Linked DNA regions of Mus musculus: region 2 is linked to region 1. The links are chromatin contacts, called in public promoter capture Hi-C maps. All regions are on one chromosome and are shown on one strand. The core of a region is the stretch at or near the end of the contact, and the rest is flanking DNA. Distances in the headings are between cores, read along the strand shown. Region 1 holds the start of Gdf1 (growth differentiation factor 1). Region 2 holds the start of Hapln4 (hyaluronan and proteoglycan link protein 4).

Region 1 (4,831 bases), core at 1,319-3,818:
GAAGGATGTTGCCACTCAAATCTTGGACCCTAGGGCTTATTGTCTGGGCTGCCACCTTGCACAGCATGGTGGGTATAGGGCCACTGGCAGGATAGACCCATGCTGGGCCCTGCCTACCAGGCTTAGCTATAGTGAGAAGCCCCAAACAGGTCCCACTGGACAGGGAGCAGGAGGTCTAGTTAGCCCCCATGCTGTCTCTTGAGGCTTGTGACCTTACCTTAGCTACTGGGATAGCCATCTGACACCAACTCAGATGCCACTGCAGTGCAGTGCACTGACACTTGGCCATGTGACAGGAGGGGACGGGGCACCAGTATCTGCCTAGCATGAGCTCTATTAGGAAGTCCTGGTCCTTGGCCTACACCACACATCACCCCACACCTCATTGGCAGGCATCCCAACTCCACTGCCAAGAAGAAACTCAGGCTGATCAGGCTTCTTCACTTACAGATGGGCACTGTGTTTGCCAGATGGCCCCAGGATTTGCCAGGAGGGACTGGGAAGGGCCCCAGCCCCTAGCCTGTCACCTAACAACTCAGGAGCAAGTATAAGAACCCCTCTCACCCACGGGGGTTTCCAGTCAGGAACCCTTGAGTAGTGGGCCACACCTATCGAAGGAAGCCGTGGGAGGGTTGGGTTCACTGCTATCCTCAGCTGCATCATGAGACCCTGTGACATGCTCAGTAGTGGACCTTTCCCAGAAGCATGATAGTCCAAGTTTGGGTCCCCAGTACCTACGTAGAAGCCAAGGGCACAGGTGGCTCATGTCTGTCCCTAGGGTTGGGGGCTGCGTCTGGGAGGCAGGAAGCTCGCTAGGGCTCATTGGCCACATGGTCTAGCTGGACCAGTGAGCCCTAGGTTAGTGAGAGATCCTGCCTCAAAAACTAAATACAGGCCGGGCAGTGGTGGCACACACCTTTAATCCCAGCACTTGGGAGGCAGAGGCAGGTGATTTCTGATTTCGAGCGCAGCCTGGTCTACAAAGTGAGTTCCAGGACAGCCAGGGCTATACAGAGAAACCCTGTCTCAAAAAACAAAATAAAAACTAAACACAGGGTCTGGAGAGGTGTGACAGCTCGCAGTTCCGAGTGTTGGCTGCTCTCGCCAAGCAAGGCCTCAGGTTCAGCTCTCAGTGTGTAACTCTAGTTCCAGGGGGTCTGATGCCCTCCTTGCCTCTGGGCACCAAGCAGAGAAAATGCACCAAATGGCTACATCTTTTTTAAATGGTGTAGGTGAGAGGGCTAGAGAGCTAGGCCAGTGGTTAAAAACCACTCTTTGTTTTGTTTTTCAAGACAGGGTTTCTCTGCAGCCCTGGCTGTCCTAGATGGAACTCACTCTGTAGACTAGGCTGATCTTGAACTCAGAAATCCGCCTGCCTCTGCCTCCCAAGTGCTAGGATTAAAGGCCTGTGCCACTAGGCCTGGCCTAAAAACCACTCTTGCAGAGGACTGATGTTCTGACCCCAGCAGCAATGTCCACCCAGCCAACAGCAGCCTGTTGCTCCATCTCCATGGGGTCTACCTTCCAGTCCCATGGGCACTTATACTCATGTGGCATATGTGCACACAGACACAGATATATCAAAAGTCTTATTAAAATGCAGTTTTCTAATAAGTATATGTATATGAGTCCTCTGACGTCATGCACACCAGAAGAGGGCATTTGATCCCATTACAGATGGTTGTGAGCCAAGATTTAAACTCAGGACCTTTGGAAGAGCAAACAGTGCTCTTAACCACTGAGCCATCCAAGGTTTTAAATACTGATGGAGGAAGACTCTGGGCATCTATCTCTGGCCTCCGTACTTGTACCCTTGGCGTGCATGAGTGCACATAGTTCATGCGTGCACATACAGGAGGCTGGAGACCTAGTATGCACAGAGCCTGCGTTCCACTGCCAGCAATAAATAAACCACGTATGGCAGCGCAAAGCTGCCTTCCAAGCACTCAGAAGGCAGAAAAGAGAATCAGGAGTTCGAAATCATCCTCAGCTACACAGCAAGTACTCAGTTGGAAGATCAGCACAAGAGGCTATATGGCTGGAGGAGTTAGTAAGGATCAGGCTAATCTTTATGGCTTTGGCTCAGTGGTGATGGGACAATGGGAGGCTGATCTTTGGACAGTCCTCAGCCCACTACCATTTGTCAGCTCCACCCTCACAGTCTACCAGTGAATTTCTATGGGTCTAGGCTAGGACACTCACAGGCTCCAAAGCTGGCTGTACCCACAGAACCAGGCGCCCTGCATTCAGACCAGTGGGCAAAGGGCGAGTACCAACAACCCAAGCATGGGCTGAATCCTTTTTTTTTTTTTTTTTAATTGTCTCATTGCTTTTATTTGTGTGAATGGGCGCCCAAGTGGAGGTCAGAGGATAATTTGTGTCAGTCTGTCCTCACCTTCACCCGCTGAGCCATCTTGACCGCAGAAGGCAGTCGCAGACTTGAGTAGAGGACCACTTAGTCTCAAAGCAGCACCAAGAGGAGGGCAGGAGGGGTGGTGCTCTGCATAACGGGGGCGGGGCCCGAGAGACCACGCCCCATTCTTGCTCTGGGGGGGCCCGCGCGCCCCCTGCCTGGCTGCGGCGCGTGACGCGAGGGCGCGCGGCGACTCGGACCGGTGCAGGCAACAGCGGAGACAGCGGAGAATTGGATAGCATGGCTGCTGCCGCGGCGACCCCCAGGCTCGAGGCGCCAGAGCCCATGCCGAGTTATGCGCAGATGTTGCAACGAAGCTGGGCCTCGGCGCTGGCGGCGGCTCAGGGCTGCGGGGACTGCGGCTGGGGACTGGCGCGCCGCGGCCTGGCGGAGCACGCGCACCTGGCTGCACCCGAGCTGCTGCTGGCCGTGCTCTGCGCTCTGGGGTGGACAGCGTTGCGCTGGGCAGCCACCACACACATCTTTCGGGTCAGTGAGACCTAGGAGGGTGGGGGACTGAGAACTGCAAAAGGAGAATGAGTGGGGCCTCACCTCACGTATTCCTATGTCCATGGTGGCCGCTGGAAAGTGGGGGGCTCGGGTTTGGAGATGCCCAGGATGTTGGGGCCTCAGGCTATCGCGAGACCCTTTGCGCGGGTTGGATGCCGGGGGGGGGGCTGAATTGAGGTGACGCTGTGATGGATTTGGTGTCCAATATAGTGTGGGGTGTTCTGGGTCCAGGGAAACCAGATCCACACCCTGTCCTGGGTCATTTCGATAGAATCTAGGGCGATCAGCTCGGTACAGCCTCTAGGCTGTTGCAGACCGGAGGACCGACCTGGGGCCCTTCCTGGGGATCGACTTGGGGATCCTGGACGGGAGGCCTCGAGATATACAGAGGTCACCTGTGCCCTGCGTCACGGGGAGCTGCTGAGCCTACACCCAGTCTGTGCAGTCGAGGCTCCGCCCCTGTCTGGGGTCCACATCACCCCTGAGCCAGTGATTGCACAGGCCTGCATGTCATGGGCCAAGCAAGCAGAGGGGCTCAACCTTGGAAATGACCCTGTCTATGTCAAGGCTGGATTCTGCCGCCCCCATGGGGTGATGGTCAAAATGTTCTCTTTCTGGCAACTAAGAAGGCCACCAACCAGGTCTGAAGGATGACCCTGTAGTGATTGCACTGATGACATTAGTACCTGAGCCTGTTCTTCATCCCCCTCCTGGGGTTAGGGGGTCTCTGTGGCATTTAGGCCAGTACCATGGTGGATACTCCCCCAGGGGACTAGCTGGGGACATCCCACCCCCCTGTAACTGAAAGTGGCAGGGGGGTGCGGGGACAGAGAGCATTGTGCCAACAAAGGGGCCTTTCTCTGCTGGCGGGAAGAGGCTGTTCCTTGTTAGGTCAAGACAGGGTGTTGTCCAGCTCCAGGGCCCACCCTGCCTGGTATCACCCACTGGAGGGAGCAACTTCAGCCCCCAGCTGCTGTGGGGAGGTCCAGGCTAGAGTGAGAAGGGCCAAGGCACCGTGCAGTCATGGTCCCCATCTGCCTTGGCCCTGACACTCTCTCGGTGTCCATCTAGGAAGCTGGAGGCCTTGACGAGGCCTGATGCCACCTCAGTTCCACCCTCACCCTTCCTAAGAACTGGGTGGAGGGGCGTCCCACTCTCCAAGCTCAACTTGGCAGCAGCCTGGTTGCTAAGGGTTACAGGAGCTGGGCTCTGGCTGTCTCCATGACAACCGCTGAGTGCTCAGTGCTCCTCTGGCCCCCTCAGCCTTGAGAGGAAGGGGGCTGGGTTTGGCGTTCAGCTCCGGAGCTCCACCCCCAGGGTGCTGGAGCCTTCCCTGACACTAGTCCGCCTATTCCAACAGTCTTTTGTAGTTTTTGAGACAGTCTCACACTCTGAAGCCCAGGTTGGTGAAACTCATGGCAATCCTCCTGCCTCAACTTCCCAAGTATTGGGATGATAGACATGTACCTTCTAATTCAGGGCACACTATCCAGTGGCGTCTTTGTGTCCCCAGAGTCAGGTTGTCTCACCATCACATGATTCCCTTTCACTTTTTCCCCCCCTTCTCCCTCTACACCACCCCGTTTCTCTTAGCAGACTCTGGCCGGCTTCCCCTCCCAGGCATCCTCCTAGACTCAATTTCCCTTCCTGTCTTCCTCTCAGGGCAGGGGAGCACTGGTGTTTTCAAGTTTTCTGTTCCCCAAAGTATTTCCCATCAACAGTCAAGTCATCCCCCCTTTTTCTCTCCCTGACACACCCCCATTCCCTTCCAGAACCTGAGCCCCCCAGATTCCCTGGGCTCCATTGCCTAAAGCCTGAGTGTGTCACCCCACCCTGCCCTCTCCCCTTCCCTCTCCTTTCTCCAGGCCACACAGGACAGCTGGGTGCTAAGTTTAGCCCTTCATGGGC
Region 2 (4,831 bases), core at 1,351-3,850, 230 kb before region 1:
TGCCTGCCTCTGCCTCCCAAGTGCTGGGATTAAAGGCATGCACCACCACACCTGGCTAGTGAAGCATGTTTTTAATCTCATCACTTAGGAAGCAGTGGCTGGAAGATCTCTACAGGTGAGCCGGGCGTGATAGTACATACCTTTAATTCCAGCACTTGGGAGGCAGAGGCAGGTGGATTTCTGAGTTCGAGGTCAGCTTGGTCTACAAAGTGAGTTCCAGGACAGCCAGAGCTATACAGAAAAACTGTCTCGAAAAAACCAAAAAAAAAAAAAAAATCTCTACAGGTTCTAGGTCAGCCTGGTCTTCATAGTAAACTCCAGGCCAGTCAATGTTCTCTCAAACAGACCGAAAAAAGGCTGAGAACTAGTGAGGAACACATTTAATGATTTAATGCTCATCTTTGACCTACAACATACACCTGTGTTCTCATACTCAGGCACAATACAAACAAATACTAGACACACACACACAGTGTCTTTTATTGCTCTGAAAAGACACCATGACCAAAGGCAACTCTTATAAGGACAACATTTAATTGGGGTTGGCTTACAGTTTCAGAGGCTCAGTCCATTGTCATCATGGCAGGAGGCATAGCATGCAGGCAGACATGGTGCTGAAGAAGGAGCTGAGAGCTCTTCATTTTGACCCAAAATGAAGTCCAGAAGAGGACTGATTCTGGCAACATGAGATCTCAAAACCTACCCCTAAAGTGACACACTCTCTCCAAGGCCCAAGGCCACACATACTCCAAGGAGGACACACCCCTTAATAGTGTCACTCCCTGTGGGCCAAGCATGCAACCACATAACTCTACAGGTGTCACACCTATTCAAACCACCACACATGGAGAGGAGCATAACTAGCCATGCAGTGGAGTTAGGCATCTAGAGACGATTCTAGCCCAAGGTCACACCTGAGCACAGCTAAGTTATGAACTGACTTCCAGCCTAACTTCCCAGGGCAACTGAGCCTGGCTAGACAGCAAAGGGCTGGAAAACCGGTCTCCATTTCCTGTCTTGCATCTGGAAACTGGTTGAAGAATGGAGTTTGCAGATGACTGGGGCCCTGAGCCTCTGGGCAGGGCCAACTGTTTACCAGTTTTCTAGTGGAAACACAGTCATAACAGTTCCTACCTTGCCCAGAGACCTGTGCAGGCTGAGAGGTCTGCCTCAGGCAAGGTAAAGAGTGGAACTTAGACCTGTTCCTCTGGGCCCTGGGTTTCTTGGGTGATTGCCCAGTGAGCAGATGGGTAAAGCAAGACTGGCCGGCCCAGGCCCTTAACCAAGCCCTTGTACTGCTGCCGGTGAAGAGAAGACTTACTCCAGTCTAGCCTAGAAAAGCCATAGCATCTGGCTGTGGAGCCCAGGCTAGCCTCAAACTTGCTATCCTTCTGCCTTAGCCTCTCTTATACCTCCATGCCTGGCTTTCCCTGACCTCCTCCCCCACCTCCTCCTCCTCCTCCTCCTCCTCCTCCTCCTCTTTAACAAGGTCTTTGTGTAACTCTAGTTGTCCTGGAACTCTGTAGAAAATAAGGTCCTATGTATCCCAGGCAGGCCTTAAATTCCCACTGTAGCCCAAGGTAACTTTACTTTCCTCAATTAGTTATTTTGAGATAAGTTCTCTCATAGTAGCTCTGGCTGTCCTGGAACTTACTACGTAGAACAGGCTGGCCTCTAACTTACAGAGATCCGCCTGCCTCTGCCTCCCAAGTGCTGAGACTAAAGGCGTGTGCCGTCACAGAAGCAACAAATGAGGCTTCAAACGCATGATTGTCCTACCTCTGCCTCTTGCCTCTTAGCATGTTTTACCTGCATGTACCACCACAACTGGCCCAAAGATGACTTTAAATTCCTAACCCCACCGCAGCCTCTCTGGTGTTGAAATGACTAGCCTCCCTCTGGAACCCAGAACCACAGGCATGCTAAGCGATCCCTTCTCCAACTGAGCTTCAGCCTCAGCCTCCAGCTAACACATGGCCTGGAGATAGGCCAGGCTCGTCTCAAGCTTGCTGTCTACCTGCCTCTGCTGAGATTAGAGACTAGCTCCAAACCCCTTCCCTTTTTTCCTTCTCATCCTAGGCTGACCTCGAACCTGCAGAAGATAACTTTAAACTGCTGGTTCTCCTTTCTCCCTCCAGAATACTTGAGTAACAGTTGTGTGTCTCTACCATAAAATAAAGTGTGTTGGGGTGGCAGGGAGGCTCGTGGACTTGAGTCTTTCCTGTGCTGGCAGGAGCTGGAAGACTTGATTAAGGAGCTTGGCCGACCATCTTAGTTTACCCTTCTGCTCACTGGGTGGTTATATGGGACTCCTATGCGGCAGCACGCCTGTCATCCCAGGTGTGGAGTACCAGCTCAGTCCAGTGAAACTAGTCAACTTAGTCCTCGTGGGTGAGAGGTTGGGATGGGTCACTATTACAGTGCTCTCAATTCCCCGTGCTGGGGGGTGAGGGTTGTCCCACCCCCACCCCGTGCTGTGCGTGCGCACGCGCGCGCGGCACCTTTAAAGCGCCCTCCTCTGCTTGCAGGCAGACGCCCGGATTGCGCGACCGGCAGGACCAGCTGGCCAGACCGCTGTGCGCGTGCGCAGTTGGGGAAGCGCACTGGCCGCTCAGCAAGGGCCACGACCAGGATGGTGAGTGCCACGCTGCACTGGTTTTCGAATCTCACATTTGTCTCTGTCTCTCTTCTCTCTGCCTCTCTCCGCCCTCTCTTTTCCTCTTGCCTCCTCTTTCTCTTTCTTTGGCACTTTCCCTTTCTCTGCCTCTTCAATGTCTCCCCCATGTTTGGGGGTGGTGGTGGAGAAGAGCGCTCACTTATTCTTTTTCCGTGTCTCTCCCACTAGTATCTCCTTCCTCTACCTCTGAGTCTCTGCATCTCTGATCCTACACCTCTATTTTTGCGTCTCTGGGTCACTGTCTCTGAGTCTCTGGGTCACTGTCTCTGCGTCTCTATTTATGAGTTTCTATCTCTGCGTCTCTATCTCTGTGTCTCTGCATCTCTGTGTCTCTGAGTGCATCTTTGCGTCTCTGTCTCCGAGTCTCTGGGTCTCTCTCTGTCTTTGCCGCTGTCTCCGGGTGTCTGTCTCTGAGTCTCTATCTCTGAATCTCTTCCTCTGAGTTCCTGTGTCTCTGTCTCTGTCTCTGTGTCTCAACTCTGGGTCTCGCTCCCTCTATCTCTCCTGGCCTGGCTCAGTAGCCCGTTGCCCCCCACCTCTCCAATCCTGTCCCTCTATCCCCAACCCCCGCTCGTGCTGCCGGGCTTGCTGCAGTCTCCTGGCGCGCTGATAACCTTGCGGCCCCGGTCCGCGCTGCTGCTCCCCCTCCCGTGCGCTCCCGTAACGGGGGCAGGGACTTAGGGAAGACGAAAGGAAATCTCCTGACCCTCCGTCAGTTCCACGGTTGATTCGCGCCTGAGACCCTTTTGGGGAGGGCTGGCAGAGCTAGGGGCTGTTGGGGCAGTACAGCTGGAAGCAGCTCCTGTACCCGCAGGCGTGTGCTCCAGGAGCCCTCGGTCACCGCGCACTCTGGGCCGTGGCCTGGGGACTCCTGCTGCTGGTCCCCGTGCTCGCAGGGGCGCAGCGTGGCAGGAAGAAAGTCGTGCACGTGCTGGGTGAGTTTTGTGGGAAGCTCTGGTCATCCCCTGCAATCCCCAATACACGCGTGCGCGCGCGCGCGCGCGCACACACACACACACACAGCGGTGGCCTAGAGTGAACGATGGGAGTGGGATGGGGTGGCGGATTGCCATGGTCCCCTACATTCAATCTCTGAGCTCCTTTCCCATCCTAGACCCACATCCTCTCCCTGAGGGACCCTACCGCACCTTTGACCCCTGATTGGTCGCCCCGCAGAGGGCGAGTCCGGTTCCGTGGTGGTGCAGACGGCGCCGGGGCAGGTGGTGAGCCACCGCGGTGGTACCATTGTCTTACCCTGCCGTTACCACTACGAGGCGGCCGCCCACGGTCACGACGGCGTCCGCCTCAAGTGGACGAAAGTGGTAGACCCTTTGGCTTTCGCCGATGTCTTCGTGGCTCTGGGTCCCCAGCATCGAGCCTTCGGTCCCTACCGAGGGCGGGCCGAACTGCAGAATGACGGACCTGGGGATGCCTCCCTGGTCCTCCGAAATGTCACCCTTCAGGACTACGGGCGCTACGAGTGCGAGGTCACCAATGAGCTGGAGGATGACGTCGGCATGGTCAAGCTGGATCTGGAAGGTGACCACAGCATGGGCAGAGAAAAAGGGGTACAGTGGGGGGCAAACTGAATGAGGTTGTTTCGGTAGAGATTTTGTCAGGCAGGGGAATAGCTCATTTAAAAATTACAGCTCTTATTTAATGTATGTGTATACTAATATATGCCTGTGGTTAGGGCCAGAAGAGGCCTCCCTTCCCCTGGAGTTGGAGTTACAGGTGGTTGAGAGCTGCCTGGTGTCAGTGTGGGGAACAGAACTCTTTTTGGCTGGAAGAGAAACAAGGAAGAAAGAGGTCCCCCCCCTTTTTTTTCTTCCCTTCTAGACAAGGTCTCACCATGTAGCCCTGGCTGCCTTGGAACCCACTACATAGATCACGCTAACTTTTGTTGGGATAATCTTTTGGTGCACTGTGTGAAGGCCTGCCTAAGGCACCTTCTGATTAATTTAATAAAATCTCAACAAGCCTTGCATTTGCAGCGATCAGCATGCCTCTCAAGTGAAGGGATCAATGGTGAGGGCCATCCCTGGACTGAAGAAAGTGTTTTTTTAAACCGCTGAGCCATCTCTTCAGCACTAGCTCTATGACTAAGACAAGGTTTAATGGACCCCAGGTTGGCTTTGAACTCTTGAGCTTTCA

What was found. Capture Hi-C pulls out chosen DNA fragments and counts their contacts.
Region 2: a contact with region 1 is called in a promoter capture Hi-C map of adipose tissue. The contact joins the promoter of Hapln4 here to the promoter of Gdf1 in region 1. A contact is called at or near these places in 10 of 39 promoter capture datasets (the C10 cell line, cranial neural crest, embryonic stem cells and 5 more), 2 of 115 datasets of contacts at active chromatin or transcription factors (both in embryonic stem cells) and 4 of 9 other capture datasets (adipose tissue, liver, macrophages and 1 more).

The regions. Positions count from the first base shown.
Region 1 is chr8:70,313,207-70,318,037 of GRCm38.p6, forward strand. It overlaps Gdf1 (growth differentiation factor 1), which reads left to right and starts at 2,569. Exons shown (of 8, transcript NM_001163282.2): 1 at 2,569-2,902. Cers1 (ceramide synthase 1) reads left to right here and starts at 2,569. Exons shown (of 8, transcript NM_138647.3): 1 at 2,569-2,902. The coding sequence starts at 2,654.
Region 2 is chr8:70,080,929-70,085,759 of GRCm38.p6, forward strand. It overlaps Hapln4 (hyaluronan and proteoglycan link protein 4), which reads left to right and starts at 2,601. Exons shown (of 5, transcript NM_177900.4): 1 at 2,601-2,635; 2 at 3,492-3,612; 3 at 3,854-4,216. The coding sequence starts at 2,633.